Regions from separate parts of the Rattus norvegicus genome. Here region 1 is linked to region 2. The links are chromatin contacts, called in public Hi-C maps. All regions are on one chromosome and are shown on one strand. The core of a region is the stretch at or near the end of the contact, and the rest is flanking DNA. Distances in the headings are between cores, read along the strand shown. Region 1 holds the start of Bltp3a (bridge-like lipid transfer protein family member 3A). Region 2 holds the start of Pacsin1 (protein kinase C and casein kinase substrate in neurons 1).

What was found. A called contact is a pair of places that touch in the nucleus more often than the background predicts.
Region 1: a contact with region 2 is called in a Hi-C map of kidney, with 4 times the contacts expected there. The contact joins the promoter of Bltp3a here to the promoter of Pacsin1 in region 2. A contact is called at or near these places in 2 of 12 Hi-C or Micro-C datasets (kidney and liver).

The regions. Positions count from the first base shown.
Region 1 is chr20:5,908,128-5,914,233 of GRCr8, reverse strand. It overlaps Bltp3a (bridge-like lipid transfer protein family member 3A), which reads right to left and starts at 2,201. Exons shown (of 21, transcript XM_002728921.6): 1 at 1,845-2,201. The coding sequence starts at 1,888. Snrpc (small nuclear ribonucleoprotein polypeptide C) reads right to left here. Exons shown (of 7, transcript NM_001271040.1): 7 at 5,824-6,106. The coding sequence ends at 6,031.
Region 2 is chr20:5,716,277-5,722,976 of GRCr8, reverse strand. Pacsin1 (protein kinase C and casein kinase substrate in neurons 1) reads right to left here and starts at 1,317. Exons shown (of 10, transcript NM_017294.1): 1 at 1,221-1,317.

The DNA.
Region 1 (6,106 bases), core at 952-3,451, 190 kb before region 2:
TCACTTATTCCGGGATGCTCTGAGAGAGATTCAGATATGTACATTTCTAACTCCCACCAAAACTGCTATAAAAAAAAAAAAATCACCTAAAACCAGGCATGGTGGCAAATGCCAATTACTCTGGCACTTCAGAGGCGAAGGCAGGAGGCCCATTAACTCCACGCTAACTCGGGCTACAAAGTGAGGGAGGCACTGTCTCAAGAGAGAGACAGACTACGAAAAGTCAGCAGGAGGCGTGGGCAGGGAAAGGTGTTTGATTCCCAGAACCCCCAGTAAAAAGTGGAACTAGACAACTGACTCCCCAGAGTTACCCTGCAACCTCCACATGCACACTGTGTGGTACTTCTGTACCTCCCTGAACCCACACGACACACACACTCATTAACGTCAAATAACCACCCACACAAGTTATAACCCCACATAAAAATACCCTGAGTCCGACTGAGCACTCCCTGTGTGTGAGGCTCTTCAACACATCTTCACATACAAAAACTCATGCAGTCTTCTACTTTCTCTACTCTAGGCTGGCCTTAAAACTGCACCCCTCCGACCTCAGCCTCCAAAATGCTAGGACTGAGGATGTGTGCGCCAGAGCAGCCTACGATAATCTCTGAAGTATATACTGGTATTATCCAGTTTGAAAGTGATCAGAAGGGGTTGGGGATTTAGCTCAGTGGTAGAGCGCTTGCAGCTCCGGAAAAAAAAGAAAAAAAAAAAAAAAAAAAAAAAAAAAGAAAGTGATCAGAAGTAATGAAGAGCCTAGACTCCAGGAGCCCAGTACATAACAAACAGGGTATCTGAATGTAGCTGATCACATAAGCCACTATCAGCCAGGAAAAGGACACCACCCACGTCAGAGATAGAGGCTCACACAAGCCTTGGTGTTCCATGTTGACTGGCAACACACACACACACACACACACACACACACACACACACACACACACACGGCACACACGCGCACTCGCCCACCCCCCCAAACCACTAGCCACTGTGCAGCCAAACTCTGGATCACTAAAACTACTGAGACCACGTCAATTAACAACCCTCACCAACCCCAAGCTAGAAAAAGGAGAGAAAACAAACGGCAAAGCTACCCCCAATTTTTGCAGCCACCAGTTCTAACAAGCTGCTGCATCACGTAGAGACCCGGAGTCCTTCAGGTATGGCTGAAAAGTTATCTTGCCAGTCAATCCCTCACCCTCCAAATACCCGGCCCGACAGAACGGATTATCAGAAAGCCACAAAGCACAAGTGGACACTGGCTGTCAAAAAAAACCCTCCAAGGCATCTTAAAGGGAAGGTTGCTGAAACTTTATCCCCACCTCCGCTGACCTTTCTCCAATCCGTCTGTCTGTGTAACGAGAAGAAAGCGTACCCAGAAAGGAGGGAGGTCCGAAAGGACGACCAGCCTCGGTTTACATCTTTTTCAAGGGTGATGCAACAGGGTCAGACAGAAGAGGAGGAGCTCGCCTTCCAGAAGGAGAGGGCCAGCGTCGGCGCTGCAATCTAAGGGGACCTGGGTAATCCAGCACCGGGTGGCAAAGCCAGAAAGGAAGCGGCGCTGGGCGGCTCGGGACGCGGGAAGAGGCCTGGACCGCTGGCCTGGCTGGGTTCCGTGCGGGTCTATGAGATACGGACAGGAAAGGGCTGGGTGACCCGCGCTGAGGAAGGAGGCGGCGGCGGGGGTGGGGAAGGAGCTGGCCCGGGCGAGGGAAGAACGCAGCGCTGACAACGGCCCGCTAGAGTTGAATCGCGACTGCCCGGAGCCGCTCGCCCTAGTGCGGCCCGAGGGAGGTCGGAGGGCTCGAGAAGGGAGCGGGTACGGAGGGTGGCGCTCTCACCGGGACAGATGCTTCAAGATCTGCTTCTTAATGATCCCGGCCATGCTGTAGCCGCGGCCCGCGTGGAGTGCAGGCAGGCGGGTTGTCCTGGCCTCCTCAGTTGTGGTAAAGAGGCGTCCTCTCACCTCGCCGCGGTGCGGGCACCGACCGCCGTAGCCACAGCAGCCGCCATGGCGCTCTGTCGCCCCTGCCGCAGCGCCCGGAGTTCCACCACGTTCCCACCCACCCGCGCAGCCCGCAGCCTCCCGCGAAGAACCGCGACCGCACGCCGCCCTCTCGGCTCCCCGTGGCGAGAGCGCACGGCGAGGGGCGGGGACGCGCGCCGCGGCACAGGCGCACGGGATGAGGGGCGGGGCGGCTCACAGGGCAGAGGGCGGGGCCTATGGCGTGGGCGGGGCTTAGAGGGTAGGAGGCGGGGTTCAGTCGTCCAGGAGCTGGATGGTGGTGGCACGCACCTCGACTCCAAACTCTCCCGGAGCAAGAGGCAGACAAATATGGGAGCTCGAGGCCAGTCTAGATGGGGAATTCCCGGACAGCCAAGGATACATTGAGAGACCTTGTCACCAAAGAAATAAAAAAAGTTTTAAAGATTGATGTGTCAGCCTTTGCGAGTATCCACTTATCACGTCAAGCTGAGGACACGGCTCAGGGGTAAGGCGCTTGCCACCAGCATTGAGGCTGAGTTCCATCCACAGACCCAGAGGAAGGCGCCTCAAACCCTGAAGCGCAAGGACAGTAAGAAACATTTCCAATGACCCTGGCTGACACTATGCTAGCAGCTGATTCTGAGCCAAGAAATCTAATCTTTAATGCTTCCAGTTTCAAGAAAAATGTCTGCGGTTATTATCTTCTGTTAAACCCATAAGGTCTCTGTGGTAAACAACATTCTAGGCAAGCCTCGGGGACACTCCATCAAACACCGGGAGGCTCCTTCCACTCTTCACTGTATCCGGAAGTCTCTGATAACCATCTGACCAACGCTACGCAACTGGGACAAGGGCTGAATCCTGTTTCCATGCATGAAGATGGCTCGGTGCAAGGATCTCATTTCTCAATGCACCACCCTGACAAACTGCTGAGGTCAAAACTCCGAACCACGGCAAACCTAAACAACATGCTTTGCTTAAAGCCTCCTTTAGGAAATTTAAATAAAAACTCCAATCTAGCTATTGATCTTTTGAGTACACATGACTCAAAGAAGAGAAAAAAAAAAAAAAAACAACTCAGCAACATACTCAACTGCCTTTTGAAAAGAAAGCAATGGGGCTGGAGAGAGGGCTCAGTGGTTACGAGCACCCGACTGCTCTTCCAGAGGTCATGAGTTCAATTCCCAGCAACCACATGGTGGCTCACAACCATCTGTAAAGAGATCCGATTCCCTCTTCTGGTGTATCTGAAGACAGCTACAGTGTACTTATATATAATAAATGAATAAATCTTTAAAAAAAAAAGAAAAGAAAGCAATGAAAACAAGCATCTTCAATGCTCGCTATTGAGTGTCATTTTGCTTTCTTGGTTAGTTTGGCAGGGGTAGGGATTAAGCCCAGTACCTCAAGCAAATGAGAAAGTCGCACAATTCAGACGCCATCCCCGCCCCCCTAAGACTATTGTTTTTTGTTTGTTTCTTTTTTTTTCTTTTTTCTTTTTTTTTCAGAGCTGGGGACCGAACCCAGGGCCTTGTGCTTGCTAGGCAAGCGCTCTACCACTGAGCTAAATCCCCAACCCCTAAGACTATTGTTTTTATTTATCTTTGTGAATGCCAAGTGAACTCAGGTGCCGGCAGAGGCCAGCTGTCAGATCCTTTGGCACTGGAGTTACAAGCAGTTGTGACCCACTAGGTGTGGGTGCTGGGCACAGAACCTGGGCCCTCTAGAGCAGCACTTAGCAGCCCAGCCATCTCTCCAGCCCCCAGGTCTTTTAAGTTTACTTTTAAGTTTACAAGGTGTCCAGGTATTGTTCTAGATGACCAGAGAATTGCTATGTAGCTAGACCAGTATCATACCAAACTTGCAGCAATCCTCCTGTCTCTGACTCCTGAGCACCAACAACACAGCTGTCCACACCACACCTAGCTATACTGTTTTAGTCACTGCAATTAAAATTCATTGAGCTTTCACAAGTTGCCATAAATTTTTCTGAATCTTTATTCCAAAACTAGCAATGTTTCCAGATGGAGATGTAATGAGAGAGAGAGAGAGAGAGAGAGAGAGAGAGAGAGAGAGAGAGAGAGAGGATTGAGAGGAAGGGCGAACTATCTGACAACAGTTTTGGTGGTGGTGGTGGTGGTGGTGTTCTTTATTGAGACAGGGTTTTTCTGTGTAGCCCTGGCTGTCCTGGAACTAATTTGTAGACCAGGCTGTTCTAGAATTCTGAGATAGGCCTGCCTCTTCCCCCACCCCCACCCCCTACCCCAACCCTGAGTGCTGGGATTAAAGGTATTCGATGCCATTCCCAGTTGATACCACTCTTTGAATTCCCAGTCCTCATGAGCTGAAGTAGTTCAAGGCCATCCTGGGCTGTATGAAAACACTCCCATCTCAGGATAGCAGCCAGGCATGAGGGAAGCACCTGGAAGAAGCAGGACTTCGAAATTTAAGGTCATCCATAGCGATTTCTAGGACAACCCAGGTTCCTTGTGACCCTTCTCTTTTACTTATTTTACATATACGAGTGCTCTGTCTGCATAGACACCAGAAGAGGGCATCGCATCCCACTACAGAGGGTTGTGGGCCACCGTGTGGTTGCTGGGGATTGAACTCAGGACCTCTGGAAGTTTAGTCAGTGCTCTTCTTAACCTGCTCTATCCTGGAGACCACATTTTAAAAAAATAAAAGAGTGGCTGGAGAGATGGTAGACGGATAAGAGCACTGGTTGCTCTTCCAGAGGGCCTGGGTTCAATTCCCAGGACACACAGGGCAGCTCACACTGTAATTCCAGTTCCTGGGCTTCGGACACCCTCACACATATGCATGCATGCAAAACACCAATGAACATAAAATAAAAATAAATTACATGAGAAAAGCTAAAAAAAAAAAAAAAGTTTTGTTTTTTTCCAGGCAGGGTTTCTGTTTGTAGCCATGGCCGTCTGAGGACTTGCTCTTTATAGAGTGGGCTGGCCTCGAACTCTGCAATCTACCTACTCGTGCCTCGTGACTGTTAGGATGAAAGGTTTGCACTGAATGACACTCTGCTGCCAACTGGATCTCTGGAGGCAGAGATGCCAAATCAAGTGGCCTGGAGACCAGAGACCCTGAAGTGGTAAATCAGTAAAATGATTACCTCTGTGCCGTGGTGTAGTCAGGCCTCTCAGCCTCCACCTGCCGCCTCTGGATTCTGCGCAGTTGGCAATTCCAGGAAGCACAGCTAGATAGGTGGGTCATTTCAACTACACCGAGTTAGACCAACTAAAATGAACCTGTCTGACTTTACAAATCGTGTACCTGTCACCGCTAGCTGACAAGAAAGCTGGATGGGGAGCACATGCTGGGTACCCCAGCATAGGGAGGGGAAAGGACATCAGGTCAGGGTCAGCCTTAGCTAGCCAGTGAGGTCAAGGCCAGCAGGACCATGGGAGAGCCTTTCTTGCTCCGTGCCCCTCACCCATACCCCCTCATGGCAAAAGGCCAAGAAGGGGATCTGAGAAAAAGGAGTAAATGGTTAGAGTGGGTAGCTAAAGGCATGGCTTACAATCGCAGCTCACTCAGAGTAAACAGTCCATCAGAGATCTGCCTGCCTCAGTTCCCCGAGTGCTGGGATGAAAGGTGTGTGCCACCACCACATGAAGTGAAAATGTTAAAATCTGATGTGCCAGCCAGGCATGACAGCATACACCCATAATCCTAGCATCAAGGCTGGCCTGGGCTTTAGAGTGTTCACACGGCTGGCTGCTAACGCACTGCAGAACAAGCTATAGAACATAGCTGGCTTCAGCTCCCTAGGACGTGATGCAGGACAAAGGAAGGAAGGGAAGGAGACACACTTTAACTAAAAGAGCTGACGACTTTATTTTCACATTTCACAATGTAAGTGAAAACCGCACTTTTTTGTACCACTTCTCCCTCCAGAAGCGTTCTCTCTGTTAGGAAGGGAAGTTCCTCATCATGCACCTAGGAAACACTCAGGGTCAGCACCAAGATCTCCTGGCGAAACAACAAGAAATACAAAAGGATAAAGAGCGCTTCTGCTCTTATCTGTCTGGCCGGGTCATGCCAGGCCGTGTGGGCACCATCATAGGGCGGGCGGGAGGTCTCATCATTGGAGGC
Region 2 (6,700 bases), core at 68-2,567:
CCAAAGGGGTTCCCCTCCATCTTTCAGCTTGCTAGCTGTTGCCCAGAATTTATAAATTCATTCGTTCGTTCGTTCGTTCGTTTGTTCATTCATACTGCAAACATTTCTTCAGTGAGGAGTCCTCAGACACTGGAGTAATGACAGAGACCAATCAGAATCCTAACCTGAAGGTCCTTTGGTCTAGAGGGGGACAGGCCAGACATAAATAACCTCTAGGCCCACAGGGTCCAAGAACATGGAGTCGGAGGTGACCTCTCACCTGGGGCACCAGAAAGCTCCTTAGAGAGAGTGATCTGAGTAGCCAGGCAAAGATCTGACAAGAAAACCAGGCTGTGGGCAGAGCTTCCCAGACCACTGGCAACCTGCACCCCAGCTGTGCCAGGGCCCCTGACAATGGGCTATTTCTGGTTGTGCCTAGAAGAAGAAGATGTCGCATGTGTGTGTTCCCCCCCAGGCTGCAGAGCTGGGTTTGGGGGAGGTGGGGGAGGTGGAGGGTAAGGCTGGAACTTAAAAGCCAAGCCGAGGGTTTGAAGCTGAGTCTAGCCAAGCCCTGGGGTTTGCCACTGTGTCGCAGGCACATTAATGACCCTTTAACCTTTGCACAGCCTCCTGAAAGGTGAACACAGCCCGGAGAGCGCCCCAACCGTGACCAAATGGTCTGAGGTTGGTGGAGATTCGAGAAGGCGGGGTGGCGCAGAGAGGATTCTGCAGCATCTGCGGGGGCCCTCAGCACCCACACCTCCTCTCTCCTTCCACCGCCCACCCCCAGCTGGTGGGGGGGAGGGGTCGGAAGCAAAGAAGGAAGTACCTGTAATCTAAACCAGACATCGCCGGCTGTGCTTCTCCCCAGCCCACTCTGATCCAGAAATAACCTACGCACCAAGCTGGCATCAGCCCACCCATCCCAGCTGGTCGCAGAAAAACACTCAACATCGGGGGGCCAGGCCCCCGCTTTCCAACGATCCAATTTCCTCTCCCTTTCCCCAGGGTAGAGGCCTCCCCTTTAACATCCCCAGAGGCCATCCTGGCACTGCCTGGGTCAAGTCCAAGAGCATCCCAGGGCGCGCGCCCTCCTCTCCCCAGGTACCTGCCCTCGGCTGTGTCCAACGCCATCACACGCTGGCTACCTGCACCCCGCACTAGGGCCCTGGACTCCCCCACACACCCCAACCCTACCCCCGCCCCCACCCCGCACTCTCTCAACGTCTTAGACCCCCTACCTGGGTGCCGGAGCACCGGACACCATCGGCGGGGCGGGTAGCAAAGTGGGCGGCGGCGGCGGCGGCGGCCCAGCCTCAAGCCCGGATGGCTTCCCGGGGGAGGAAGAGAAGGAGGAGGAGAAGGCAGGCGCGACCGCCGCGCGTCTCTCTGGGGCTGCGGGAAGGAGGAAGGTCAGAGACTCCGCGGAGCGCAGCGCCGCGCGGGGGCGGAGGCGGCGCGGATTAGAGCGGCTTCTCCGCGAGCCAATGGCGGCGCGGTGGCTGCGCAGGTGGCAGCGCCGCGGTACCCGGAGGCCGCGCCCGCCCGGCCGCCTGTTCCCGAGCTCGGCGAGTGTGGTTCCTGCGCGCTCCTAATCCCTGCTTCTCATGTAGGGGTACGCGCAGGATGGGGGTTTGCGGTTTGGTGCGATGACCCTCTCCTCTACCTGTGTGTGCACGGATACGCGCAGGACAGGCCCTGGTATGATGACCCCCCTCCTCTACCCATGTGTGTTGGGTATGTGGAGGACAGGAGCCTTCAGGCTAACCAAATAGTGAGGATGCTCTCCTCCGGCCTAGCCCACGGTCCACCCCCACACTCAGCTCTGCCAAGAAGACCTGTGTGGATCCTCAGGCCACAGTTCACCTCAAGGAGGCTTTCTGGGACTTGGGGATCTAAAAGGTGACAGACAGACAAACACACACACACACACACACACACACACACACACACACACACTAGCTGCTTTCATGCCTTGTATTCGAACTGCTTCCAGGAGCCAGGCTGTGGGGCCTGACTTAGCAGAGCACAAGGTTCGTTCAATATGTCCAGAACATTCCATAAACCAGAGAAATGAGACCAGGAGGAGAAAACTGCCCACTTCTGCCCCTCCCTAGCGCAGGCTCGAGAGATGTTCAACAGGGTGCATAGAAGGAAGTTTTCCCGAACCCCTCCCTGGGGGGCGAGCCTCACTGTGAGCTCTGAAGTCCACCAGTCTAGGGACCCAGAGGAATGCCTGCGACAGTGTAGTGTTCGTTCGTTCATTTACCAGGAATTCCGTGAACACTGGTTCCAAACTTTAACTTCTAGGTTAGAACCTAGAAGACATCGCCAAATGAACAGGCCACAGGCGGCATCTCTCAGGGTTTGGACGCGTCAAGTGAGTGGATGTATTAGTCAGGGAACAGAGGGATAGAAGGAATGTCTATTACAAAGGAGCTTGTTAGATCTGCTCGAACGACGACAAGAGTCCGCGCGCTGGAGAGGCTGAGGATACCATAGCTTCTCCAGGACACTGGGTTCCTCAGTAGTCCCAATGTGGCACTGAATGCGTGGAAGGTTCCGGAAGAGCCCCAGGAGTCATCATAGGCCTTCCGGAGACATTGGAAGGTTGAAACGGTGGGATTCTGTTGCAGCAGCGGCTGCAGCAGCAACAGAACGGATACATTCACAAGCATGACGCAAAGGTGGGCAAGCCAACGGCACTATGCCCCACCCCCAGACTTCTTACATCACGCCACCCCAGAAGGTACCGCCCACCTTGGGAGAGTCTCTTTTACCTCTCAGTCAGTCCTTCCGAGAAATGCCTTCCCATGCTTACCCAGAGTCTCTTAGTTCTTCCCAGGTCCAATCAAGTCTCTATTAACCATCAGCGGTTGGTGTTCCACGGAAGGCTGAGGGCTCTGGGCAGAGCTATCCAGTAAGGTTTTCTAGTGGTGCTGAAGGAGAACTGAAGTTCAGGTTAGCCAGATGGCCCAGGAGTAAGGCAAAGCCATCAAGGCCCGCAGCTCTGGGCTGCCTCTCTACACGGGGATACGATAGCCTGGAGCTAATGAGGCCCACCCTCTACTCCTGCCTCAGCACCCTGATTCCGGTTCCCCACACCCCAAACTGGAGTTTACCCTCAGCCTCAGGCAAAGCTGTGAAGCTCACACGGGTGCGACAGCTGTCCAGGAAACACTGACTCAGACTCCTCATCTTGTTAGCCATATGACAAGCTGTCGGTGGAGTCTCTGGGGCCTAGGGGAGCCTCGGACACACCCAGGGCTCTGTTCTGGGGTTCATAGCAATGGTGGTGGTTTTTCTCTCCAGATGGGATGCTGGAAGGCACGAAGAGTACCTAGCCCGCTGCTCAGAACCTAACAGGCCAGGGAAAAGGACACCCATTTTTTTTTTTTTTTCGGAGCTGAGGACCGAACCCAGGGCCTTGTGCTTGCTAGGCAAGCGCTCTACCACTGAGCTAAATCCCCAACCCCATGGGCACCCATTTTTATAACCACAATTATCCGCATCTCCAGTGCTCTCGCCCAGTGTTGTGGAAACGCACCCCTTTAAGACAGAAGCGTCGGGGCTGGGGATTTAGCTCAGTGGTAGAGCGCTTACCTAGGAAGCGCAAGGCCCTGGGTTCAGTCCCCAGCTCCGAAAAAAAGAAAAAAAAAAAAAAAAGACAGAAGCTTCACCTCAAGAGGCTGGTTCCCGGGGTTGGGGATTTAGCTCAGTGGTAGAGCGCTTGCCTAGGAAGCGCAAGGCCCTGGGTTCGGTCCCCAGCTCTGGAAAAAAAAAAAAAAAAAAAGAACCAAAGAACCAAGAGGCTGGTTCCCCACAAAGGTTCTCACTCGGGAGGCAGAGGCAGGCAAATCTCTGAGTTCAAGGCCAGCCTGGTCTACAGATCAAGTTCCAGGACAGCCAGGGCTGACAGAGAAACCCTGTCTTGGGGGGAAAATCCTTTAAAAAAAATTAAACAAATAGGCTCAGTAGTTAAGAGAACTTGCTGCTCTCCCAGACACCCTAATTTTGGTGGCCAACACCCACATGGGACAGCTTACACCTGCCTGTAACCCCAACTCCAGGGCATCCTCACACCCTCTGGAGGTCTCATTAGACACAAACACACAGGCGCAAAAAAACGCACACATGTGAACAGACACACATGCGCTAAAAATAGTCTCTTTTAAAGACCAAACAAACAAAAGCAGAGAGGAGTGAGGGAAAAGACAGCCAGGGGCTCTCTGGGCAGAGCTGAGGTGTGACTGGGGTTGAACTCAGAACGCATGCGCGCGCGCGCGCGCGCGCGCACACACACACACACACACACACACACACACACACACACACACACACACACACACACACACACACACACACACATTCACTCCTGTCCCATGTAACCTAAAATAAAATGTTTCGGGTTTCGGGAACTGACGCGGGATGTCCATACTTCCTAAATTAGACCAGCTTCCTTGCAGACATTCTAATTGCAGACCTCCTGCTCAGAGATGAACCTGATCCACCTTCCTGTTTTGCTCCCCGCCCCCACCCCGCTTCCTGTTTCGTGTACCTCCCCCCCCAACCCCTCCCGGTTTGTGGCTCTGCTTCAACACAGATGCCCTCCATCTCGGCACAACTCTTCCTTTTCTGAGCATTTCCCACGTCTCTCGTGTCCTGGCCTCACATTCTGTCAGCCCCATTGAGATTTGACCCCTCTCTGTATCCGTGGGACTGTCCTTCCTCCCCAGAGCCCTGAGCTTCCCTCAGTCCAGCCTCCCTCAGACTATGGGCCATGTAGAGCAAAGAGCGGTTGTTCCTGAGGAGTTTGCAGATGCCAGCGAAACACAAAAGGCCTGCGGACAGAAAGGCGGGCCAGCACCGAAAGGCGCGGGAATAAATAAATCAATGAGTGAATAATGGATTGGTAATTGATACTGCGTCTTGGGCCTGGAGAGGGCCCCCCCCCCCCCCCCGGCAGAAGGGAGACTTCAGTTGCCCTGTCTTCCATATAGAAAAAAAAAAAAAAAGGCATGGGAGGCGGGGAAGGAGGATCGGTTTTGAATTCTCTTTCTTTCTCTCCCCCCCTCTCCCTTAGACAGTCACATATATCTTCCCACGGTGATGTCCAACTTTTTATCTAATTTACTAATTATATATAAGTACACTGTAGCTGTCTTCAGACACACCAGAAGAGGGCATCAGATCCCATTACAGATAGTTGTGAGCCATCATGTGGGTGCTGGGATTTGAACTCAGGACCTCTGGAAGAGCAGTCAGTGCTCTTAACCGCTGAGCCATCATTCCAGCCTGATATTCAACTTCTGATCCTCACCCTCTCTCTACAGTGCTGGGAGTGCAAACAGGCACCACCATGCCCAGTGTGGGGTTTTTGTTTTTGTTTTTTGTTTGTTTTTTTTTAATTTTGAAAATTTTATTATTTTCATTTTTTGAGACAGGGTCTCACGGTGTATCCCTGGCTGGCATGGAACTCTCTCTGGAGACCAGGCTGGTTTTGAAACTCACAGAGATTCTCCTGCCTCTGCCTCCCAAGTGCTGGCATTAAAGGCGTGTGCCACCACGTTGGCTGACAATGATCTATTATTAATATTGTGTGTGTGGCTGACATGTCTGATATGTGTGTTTGAACGAAAGTACCACGGTGCGTATTTGGAGGTCAGACGACTTTTGGGAGTCGGCGGCGTTCTTCCTCCAGGTGGGACTCGGGATTGAACTCAGCCACCAGGCTTCTTCCGCAGCAAGCGTCTTTACTTGCTGAGCCTTTTGCGCATGCTCGACAGGCACTGTCCCGCCTCACCACAGCCGGAGCCCAACTACCCCTGTTCTTACCACAGCTTTAGTTGGGGAGGAAGGCCAGGGATCTATCCCTACCTTGGGTAGATGGGGATTCTGAAACCCAGAGAATAAAGAGACTCCTTCCAGGTCACACAGCACATCAGTGACAGAGCTGGGGTTGTAAAGAGATCGCTGACAGGGACTATTGCCAATCGGACCTAGACCAGGTCTCAGGAGCCTTGCAATGGTGAGTTTCTCTGTGCCTCCTGCATGAAACCCTTAACATTTAGAGGGTGCCCAGATTTAGGACCCTGGAGACAGTGTACCCAGGACACACAGGCAAACAGAGCCTTTCTCATTTCCAGGTTCTTTCTGAATTTGAGGCCTAGGAACCATGAGAACGCCGTGATTACTGACCATCAGGTTACAGGCTGGGACACGGAGGCCAGAGAGGTTGGGTGGCTTGTGTGATGTCACACAGCGGGAAAGCGTTGGAACTGCGATTCCAATCCAGGCAGGACGGAGGTCAGCCCTGCGGTTAGAAAGAAAGGCAGACTGGACTATGTAGGTGCTTACTCCAAGCCAGAGGGCTCGACGTCACTGTGGTCCCGTGGCTATGGCCTGGACACTCTCGCCACCTAGTGGTGTTTTACCTTAACTACAAGTGAAATTCCTGAGCAGATGCCGGTTGTCAATCGACCTACCTGTATGTTTGGTGGGAGTTAGCGGTGCTGGTTGGTTGGTTTGGTTTCAGATTTATGCTTTTTAGTCAAGGTCTTAGGTAGTAGCCCCGACTGTCTGGACTCACTATGCAGCTGAGGATAGCGGTAAACTTCTCATCCTCCTGCTTCCACTGCCCCAGTGACAGCGCTCTACTCCCCTGAAGCTGTTACAGTTGTAAGCAGCCACGTGGTGCCAGGAACTGAGCCCCGGGTCCTCT